Regions from separate parts of the Sus scrofa genome. Here region 2 is linked to region 1. A link is a contact called in public HiChIP or PLAC-seq data. All regions are on one chromosome and are shown on one strand. The core of a region is the stretch at or near the end of the contact, and the rest is flanking DNA. Distances in the headings are between cores, read along the strand shown.

Region 1 (3,513 bases), core at 656-3,155:
AGCCTACTAAGTACAAGTAGCATGGTGCCATTTTTTTCAAATTAGAGGCCAGGCCCTCTGTACCCTGACTAGACCCACTGCTGAAAACCAGGCCTTCCCACCCACCAGAAATGGCAAAAAGGAAGAAAGTGAAGAAAGCTAGGCATTCTGTTTGTACAAACCTTGGCGATGACACCTCAGAGGTTTTCTGTCACCAAGGAGGCAGAGTTCACCTCCAGAGTCCAATTTCAGTTGCTCTATTCTCCCAGTTTCTCACCCACCCCCCCTCCACCCCCTCGGGTGGGGGAAAGAAGGAGAAAAAGAGAGAGGAATGGAAGAAATAAAAATGAATGTGTGCAGTAGCAGTCGAAGGCAGCATCCAGTGCTCTCGGCCATGGCAGGCTGTGTGCAGGTGTCCAGCAGGAGGAGGTGACAAGAGAAGGTGACCCTCCTCCATTGCTCTTTAGCCCCTATGGTGACCCCAGATCGGCCACAACGGCAGGAGGTGAGGGAGGCAGTATGTGTGTGCACTTACATCGGTGGCCTTTTTCTCCGCCAGCTCCAGCTTCTCCTGGGCATCTTTGAGAGCCTCGGAATATTTGTCCAGTTCATCTTCGGTGGCCTTGAGCTTCTTTTGCAGCGACACCAGCTCATCTTCCAGCTGAGAGTTGGCCGTGGGGGACGGGGGCGGGAGGGGGGGGTGCAGCAGGCAGCGTGATCCCGCAGTGATGGGATATGGGTGCACAGAGCCAGAAGGACAGGGACAGCGGGAGAGAGAAAGGGAAAGACAGGGAGGGAGAGAGAGAGAGAGAGACAGAGTTAGCCATTCGTGAGCCGCGCCGCGCGCCCTGGGTACCTTGGCGGCGGCCTCATCGGCGGCCAGGAGGCTGTCCTCTGCCTTGTGCAGCTCCTCCAGCACCCGGTCCCGCTCGTCCTCCGACGCCCGCAGCAGCTTCTCCTTGGCCGCTATGTCCTCCTCGAGCTGGGGGCGGGGAGGGGGGGGGCGCGGGGTGGCGGCGGCGGGCGGGCGCGGGCGGCCGGCACGGACCGGGTGTTAGACACACACACACACACAACACACGGGGCACCGGGTTGGCTGGGGTCCTCTGGGTTTGGGGCACCGCCGAAGTGGGGCTCAAAGGCCTTTGGATAACTTCGTCTAGCCCCTAGCCCATTCAGCACCCCCACCTTCTCCGGGACAAGACTCCTGCCAAGGTTTCAGTGGACTCAAGTCCAACTTGGGGGTGCAGAAAAACGCTCCCGTCTCCTTAGACTTCGGGCCTATTGTTTATTCTGTCCCATCTTTGCTTTTAGGAAAAAACTCCAGGACTGTCCCGTCCCTCTGCCCCCGCCCCCGGCCCCGTCTCTATTCCACATAAAAGTTTTATTCTCTCCAGTGAAAAATCCAGAAGAACTTGTAATACTTTCTGGACTTGATTCCCTTCAAACGCATCCCTACGCCGATCCCAAACTGATTTCAGATCCTTAGAATCAAGTGCCTCTAGGACCTGAATGGACTTCGCGGGCTCTGGGAACCAGAGTAGGGAAATAAGCGTCCCCAGACGAGAAAAAGTTAGAATACGCCCGAGTCTCGCTCTTCCCCTCCCCCTTCTCAGAAGCCCAGGGCTGGGGGCGGCTCCCGGAGTCCTCAGGTTGAGGGACCGCGAAGGGGTGCCAGGCTCAGGTCCGGGGGCTCCCAGCCCCCGGCGGGCGCTAGGCTGGGGAGGCGCAGACCTGCTTGCTCCTGTCCTCTGCCGCCTTCTTATCGGCCTCCGCCTGCTCCGCTCGATCCAAGGCGTTCTCCTTGTCGAGCTTGAGCATTTGCATCTTCTTCTTGATGGCGTCCATGGTGGCGGCGGTAAGGGGCCCTGGGGCTGCGGCAGAAGCGGGGAGGCGAGCGCGCGGTGGAGCGGCCGAGCTGGAGTGCGAGTGCTGAGCTGCCTGCTGCTCCCAGATATGTACTTTCCCAAGGGGGCGACCGCATTCCTCAAGACAGCCAATACTTTTTTGGAAAAGCTTTTTTCTCCTGCCCCCTTTCCCCCTCTCCTCCCTCCGCCCCCCTGCGCCCTCCCCGCTGCTCCCGCGGGGGCCGCACGCCCATTCGCTGCCGCCTGCCGGCCTCCCAGTTGACGGTGGATATGACTATATATGGGGACCCGAGCAGCCTAGGCGGCTGTCGGGCGAGGCCTCCCGCTTTCCAAACCTGCGCGCCAGGGACTGGGCACCGGGGCCTCGCAGGGGCCGAGCCGGGGCGGAGGCGCTAACCTCTGCCTTCTGCCCTTCGTGCCCCCTCCTCCCAGAGCCCAAGTCCCGCCTTTAAGGTCCCTAGCCTAGAGTCTGGAGTGGCAGAAGGCCGGAGGGGGGTTGCAGACAGTGGATGCGCTTCTCCCTCACCTCTGCCCCGGCGCGTTAAGCATCAGGCCCCGGGGTCCCCGGCCCCTAAGCTCGCTCTGGGCACTGTTCCCCAAGGGTTCTCCTGGCAGCTCTCACCCTACTTGGTGTGAGCCAGGGCTTTCACGTTTTGGAAGTTCAACAGGAGTAGAGAAAGGAAGAGTTGAGAGGAAGGCCTGGGGGCTGCTCTAAAGACTTTCTCTGCTGGGTCAGAATGTCTAAGAATTTGTCTTATGCAGTGCCCTGTCCCAAAGGGGAGAGACAGTCGTATACTTTAGGGACATAGGACCCATTGACTCATCTCTGTGTGTGCCTGAGTGGGCTACTTTTGCAAAGGGTGGGGTGTATTTGTTGGTGTGTAGGTGGGTGGATGTGAGTTTAAAGGGAGAGGCCACTGAGTTTAGAAGCAGGGAACTTGGTCTTTGGTCTTAATCAGCAGCAGCTCTGTGACCTTGATAAGTGACTTAGTCGCCAGGCTGCAGTTTCCTCATCTTTCAATCCAGGGGGTAGATGAGCCCCAAGGTGCCTCCAGATCTAACTTTTTCTCCTTTTTCTTGCACCGATTTGAGGGAATTGGCCTCTTTCCATGTTAAGCACTGAGGTAGTAGGTTGCCAAAACATGGGATAAATGTTATCCCAGCCAAGTCATCATATCTACAGCTGTAACTTGGAGGGAACAGGCCCAGCTCTGTGTAGTAAGCTCTGCTTGGAGGCAGAAGCATTTCCCCTACACCTCTTACTCCTCCCAGCCCCCACTGGGAAAAAGCCTGCTCTTTTTAGAGCTTCGGTGGGAGGGGAAGAAAAGAGGCTGCCCCAAAGCCCTGCTTGAGTCTGGCTGAGGCAGAGCTGGTAAGGGTCTTGTTAACAGTCCCCACAGAATAATTCACAACCTGTACTACATGGATACCGAATATTCCCCGGACGGCATCTGAGCAGATTAGGCAGGCCAAACAACTTGTAAGTCCTTCAGAGAATGATCAAGTTCCTCTCCAGGATTTTATCAGGTTTCTTCCATTAACCCAACTGCCTAAGAAGGTAAAAATACCCTGACCTAAGGGTCAGAATGTTAGATCTGCATGCATAAATGCTGCATGGCACAGAAGTTCACCAGGACCCTTTAATCACCAGATGAACCCAACCACT
Region 2 (3,763 bases), core at 774-3,273, 660 kb after region 1:
GCCTCCGAGAGCTGGCACCGCGGCAAGAGGCGGGCACGCAGCCGCCGGCGCCGCCGCTGCCACTGTCGCCGCCGCAGCCAGGGAGGCGAGGAGTCTCGGGCTGGTCTTCGGCCCCGGAGCCACCGCACCCTAGGCCGTCCGCCCTAACACGATAACCCGGGCGCCTCGTCTCCGCAGGGAGTGAGCACCCGCGCCCTGGGGGGCGCCCAGGCAGATCCCGACGCCGGCAAAACGCTCCACACCCGCACCCTGCCGGGGGACGCGTCCAAGCGCACGGCTCGGGTGGAGCGCCCGGGTGGCCGCGGCGGCAGGAGAGGGGCGTGTTCCTTGCGCCGGCGGGACCCGGGAAGGAGGCGAGCCTAGCGCGCAGTCCCCGACGGCGGCTCTCGGCCCTCAATGCCGGCCAGCTGGCCTGACGACGCGCTGCAGCCCGCGCGCCCTTGCGGGGACAGGCGCCGTGCGCGCCCCACGGGGCTGCCTCCGTGCCGGCCTGGGCGCGCAAACTTTCTGGGCGAAAACCGCTCCAGCCTCTCCGGCGGGGACGCCGCGCTCTCCCCGGGGCCCACCAACTGTTCGCCCCCTCCCCTCCGTAGCCAAGACCCACTGAAAATATGGCGCCCTCGAATGTCGCTCCTCGGTCCCCTCGGGGGATCTCGAAATGCCAGGCTCCAGGACCCCTGGCTCCCGGCAGGCGCGAAATTTCAGCTCCTGAGGCCGAAGTAGGGGAGGGTGCCCCTCGTCCAACGCGAGGCCAGCGGCACTCAATCCCAATCCTCCCCTCGCTCCTGGTCCCTCAGCAGCCAGCAGTTTGCTTGCGGCGAGAATGCCAAGTAAAGGGGAGTCGTGGAATCAGCAGGTCTGAGAGTCCGGGACTGGGAAAAGAGCTCCGCACCAGCCGGCAGTCTTGCTTGGAGCCTGGCTGGAGACTTGTTTGCAAAGTGGCGCTAGAGTCGGGGCGACCAGTGCTGGAATGAAGCCGCTCCGCCCGCGCCAACTCTCCCGGCGCGGGGGCCCGGCCGGGGCCGAGGGGACACTGCGTGCAGGCGGGGCCGCTTTTCAAAGCCCAGTTACCGGAAACCTAGCGGGAGCCCCGGAGGGGACCGGCTGCTCACAGCTAGGTATCTGCTCGCCGGCTACGAGGCTGTTTGCAAACCGCGGCGCCCAGGTCCAGTGCAGTGAAACATAATGTGCAATAGACAGGTGCATTAATTTTATTTTATTTTTATTTTCCTGCAAAAAGCCCTCCTAAAACATCAAACCTGAGAGCTTTAAGGGGTTTTTTCTGCATTGCTATCACTCACGAGATGCAAAAGGAAGGGGTAAACCACCCACATTTTCCTTCTGTAGATGGGAGGGAAAAGACACGAGAAATTCATGCAACATGCATGCAGGTGGAGGAAGAGGAAAACCCGAGTGAGCCGTGCGCCTTACCGGGGAATGCATTTACTGTCTCATTGCAGAGCGCCTGCCCGGGAGTGCAGCCGGCGTCCCCCCGCGCGCCCGGCGACCGCTCTGCTCCCGCAGCCGCCTCAGCCGCTGCCGCCGCCGCTGGCTCCAGGCGCGGAACAAGAGCCGAGGGCGAGCGCGAGCGCACGGCCCGGGAGCGCCGGGAGGGCAGGAAGCGCGTCATCACTCGGGGACGGCGCGGCCCCGCGCGGCTCCGGTCCGGTCGCGGCGCAGCGCGGCACCGGAGTTGGGCCGGCTCGGGCGCCCTGGGTCCCCTCCTGGGTCTCTAGCCCGCCATCCGGTCTTAAGAGGGTCCGCGAGCCTAAGGGACGCGCCGGCCTAACTGTCGCAAAACTCGGGCTCTGCTTTGTAAGGGGGAGAGGGATGCACCGTCTCGGGGAATGGGGCCCCTGGGTCCGCAGAGCGCTTCCCAGGGCCGCTAGCCTACCTCTGGAGGAAGCGAGGTGCGGTTCCGACGGGAGGATCCTCATGGGCTGTGGCGTCCTATTGCGAAGCTTTCAGCGGGAACCCTAAGCGGAATCGTCCTTCTTCTCACGTGTTACACACGTCGACACCTGGGCAGAGGTCATTTAGTGATTTAGAGACCGGCTTTAGGAATGAGGGGCATAATCTATGAAATTCATAAGAAGAAATTTTCCTCCTGCCTACTGTGCCCTTAAATAAAGTCAATTACATACCTCTTTGATTTACACAGCCATTAGGAAGTGTTGTAGGATGGCCTGAAACAATTTGAAGTTATTAAGGAGACCGGGAGACAAATCACAAAACACTGTGTACCATATGATCCCATTTTTAAAACTATGATGTGTGAAGAGAAGCAGAAAAGACTGGACCCATAAACACTAAGACCATTAACATCTAGATTTTTGTAAGGTTGTAGGTGATTTTTCTTTTTCTGCTTAGTTCTAGTTTCTGATTTTTCTGTAAGGGACACGTTGCTTTTGTAATTCAAGAAAAAATTGTAATACAATGAGAGGTCGTATTTTTTTTTCAATCCTAGTATAAGATGACCAGGATGAACCCCTTTCCCCCCAAAATAGGTAGCACATCTCTTCGGTTACTCACAAATTAAACTGCTACAACTTTTTAGTGTTTCTCAGAGCATGAAATTGTTGTTTCTATGAATTGGAGATAATGTAAATTGAAACTATCTTGAAGTAGTCCACTGGGACATTGGATAAGGCTGGACACTCTATACAAACAATAGCATGTTCTCCTCCAGGTAAATGGACTTGATTTTATCACAACCATAGAGATCTTTACACCATTAGTGGACAGTAAGTGTAACTTATTGCAGGGAATAAACTTTATAAATCAAAAAGCACAGTCACAGAACCAATTAACTGGCAATCTGAGAAAGTTTTAAAGTTGGAGGGCACAGGCTGCTTTTTCTTTTTTCTTTTTTTTTTTTTTTCCTTTTGTCTTTTTAGGGCTGCACCCTCAGCATATTGAAGTTTCTGGGCTGGGAGTCAAATCAGAGCTGTAGCTGCAGACCTACACCACAGCCATAGCAACACCAGATCCGAGCCTCTTTGTGACCTACACCACAGCTCACAGCAATGCCAGATCCTTAACCCACTGAGCAAGGCCAGGGATTGAACCCACATCCTCATGGTTACTAGTCAGATTCACTACCACTGAGCCACAGCGGGAACTCCCACAGGCTGCTTCTAATTGCACAGGAAAAGGGGTTCTGTTCATCACATCTTTTAAACATTCACCAGTCTAACAGTAACTGGTGGTGGCAGGAAGCCACCTCAGGGCATGATTAAAAAATAACTGTTTACTGCTTTTTTTTTTTTTTTTTTTTTTTTTTTTTTTTTGCTTTTTAGGGCTGTACCCATGGCATGTGGAGATTCACAGGCTAGGGGTCTAATCGGAGCCGCAGCGGCTGGCCTATGCTACAGCCACAGCCACAGCAACGCAGGACTGAGCCGCATCTTCGACCTACACCACAGCTCACAGGAACACCAGATCCTTAACCCACTGAGCAACACCAGGGATCAAACCCACAACCTCATGGTTCCTAGTCAGATTCGTTTCCACTATGCCACAAAGGGAACTCCGTTTACTGCTTTCTATAAGAAATTGGTGGAGTTCCCATCGTGGTTCAGTGGTTAATGAACCCGACTAGCATCCATGAGGATGTAGGTTTGATCCCTGGCCCTCGCTCAGTGGGTTAAGGATCTGGCATTGCCGTGAGCTATAGTGTAGGTTGCAGACGCGACTCGGATCCCATGTTGCTGTGGCTGTGGTGTAGGTCGGCAGCTACAGCACCAATTAGACCCCTAGCCTG

The links. HiChIP or PLAC-seq counts read pairs in DNA pulled down with a chosen protein or histone mark.
Region 2: a contact with region 1 is called in an H3K27ac HiChIP or PLAC-seq map of skeletal muscle, with 2.3 times the contacts expected there. The contact joins the promoter of TLN2 here to the promoter of TPM1 in region 1. A contact is called at or near these places in 2 of 5 promoter capture datasets (fetal skeletal muscle and liver) and 1 of 2 datasets of contacts at active chromatin or transcription factors (skeletal muscle).

What each region holds. Positions count from the first base shown.
Region 1 is chr1:109,014,045-109,017,557 of Sscrofa11.1, forward strand. It overlaps TPM1 (tropomyosin 1 (alpha)), which reads right to left and starts at 1,906. Exons shown (of 10, transcript NM_001097483.2): 1 at 1,714-1,906; 2 at 515-640. The coding sequence starts at 1,827.
Region 2 is chr1:109,678,640-109,682,402 of Sscrofa11.1, forward strand. TLN2 (talin-2) reads right to left here and starts at 2,024. Exons shown (of 59, transcript XM_021094283.1): 1 at 1,895-2,024.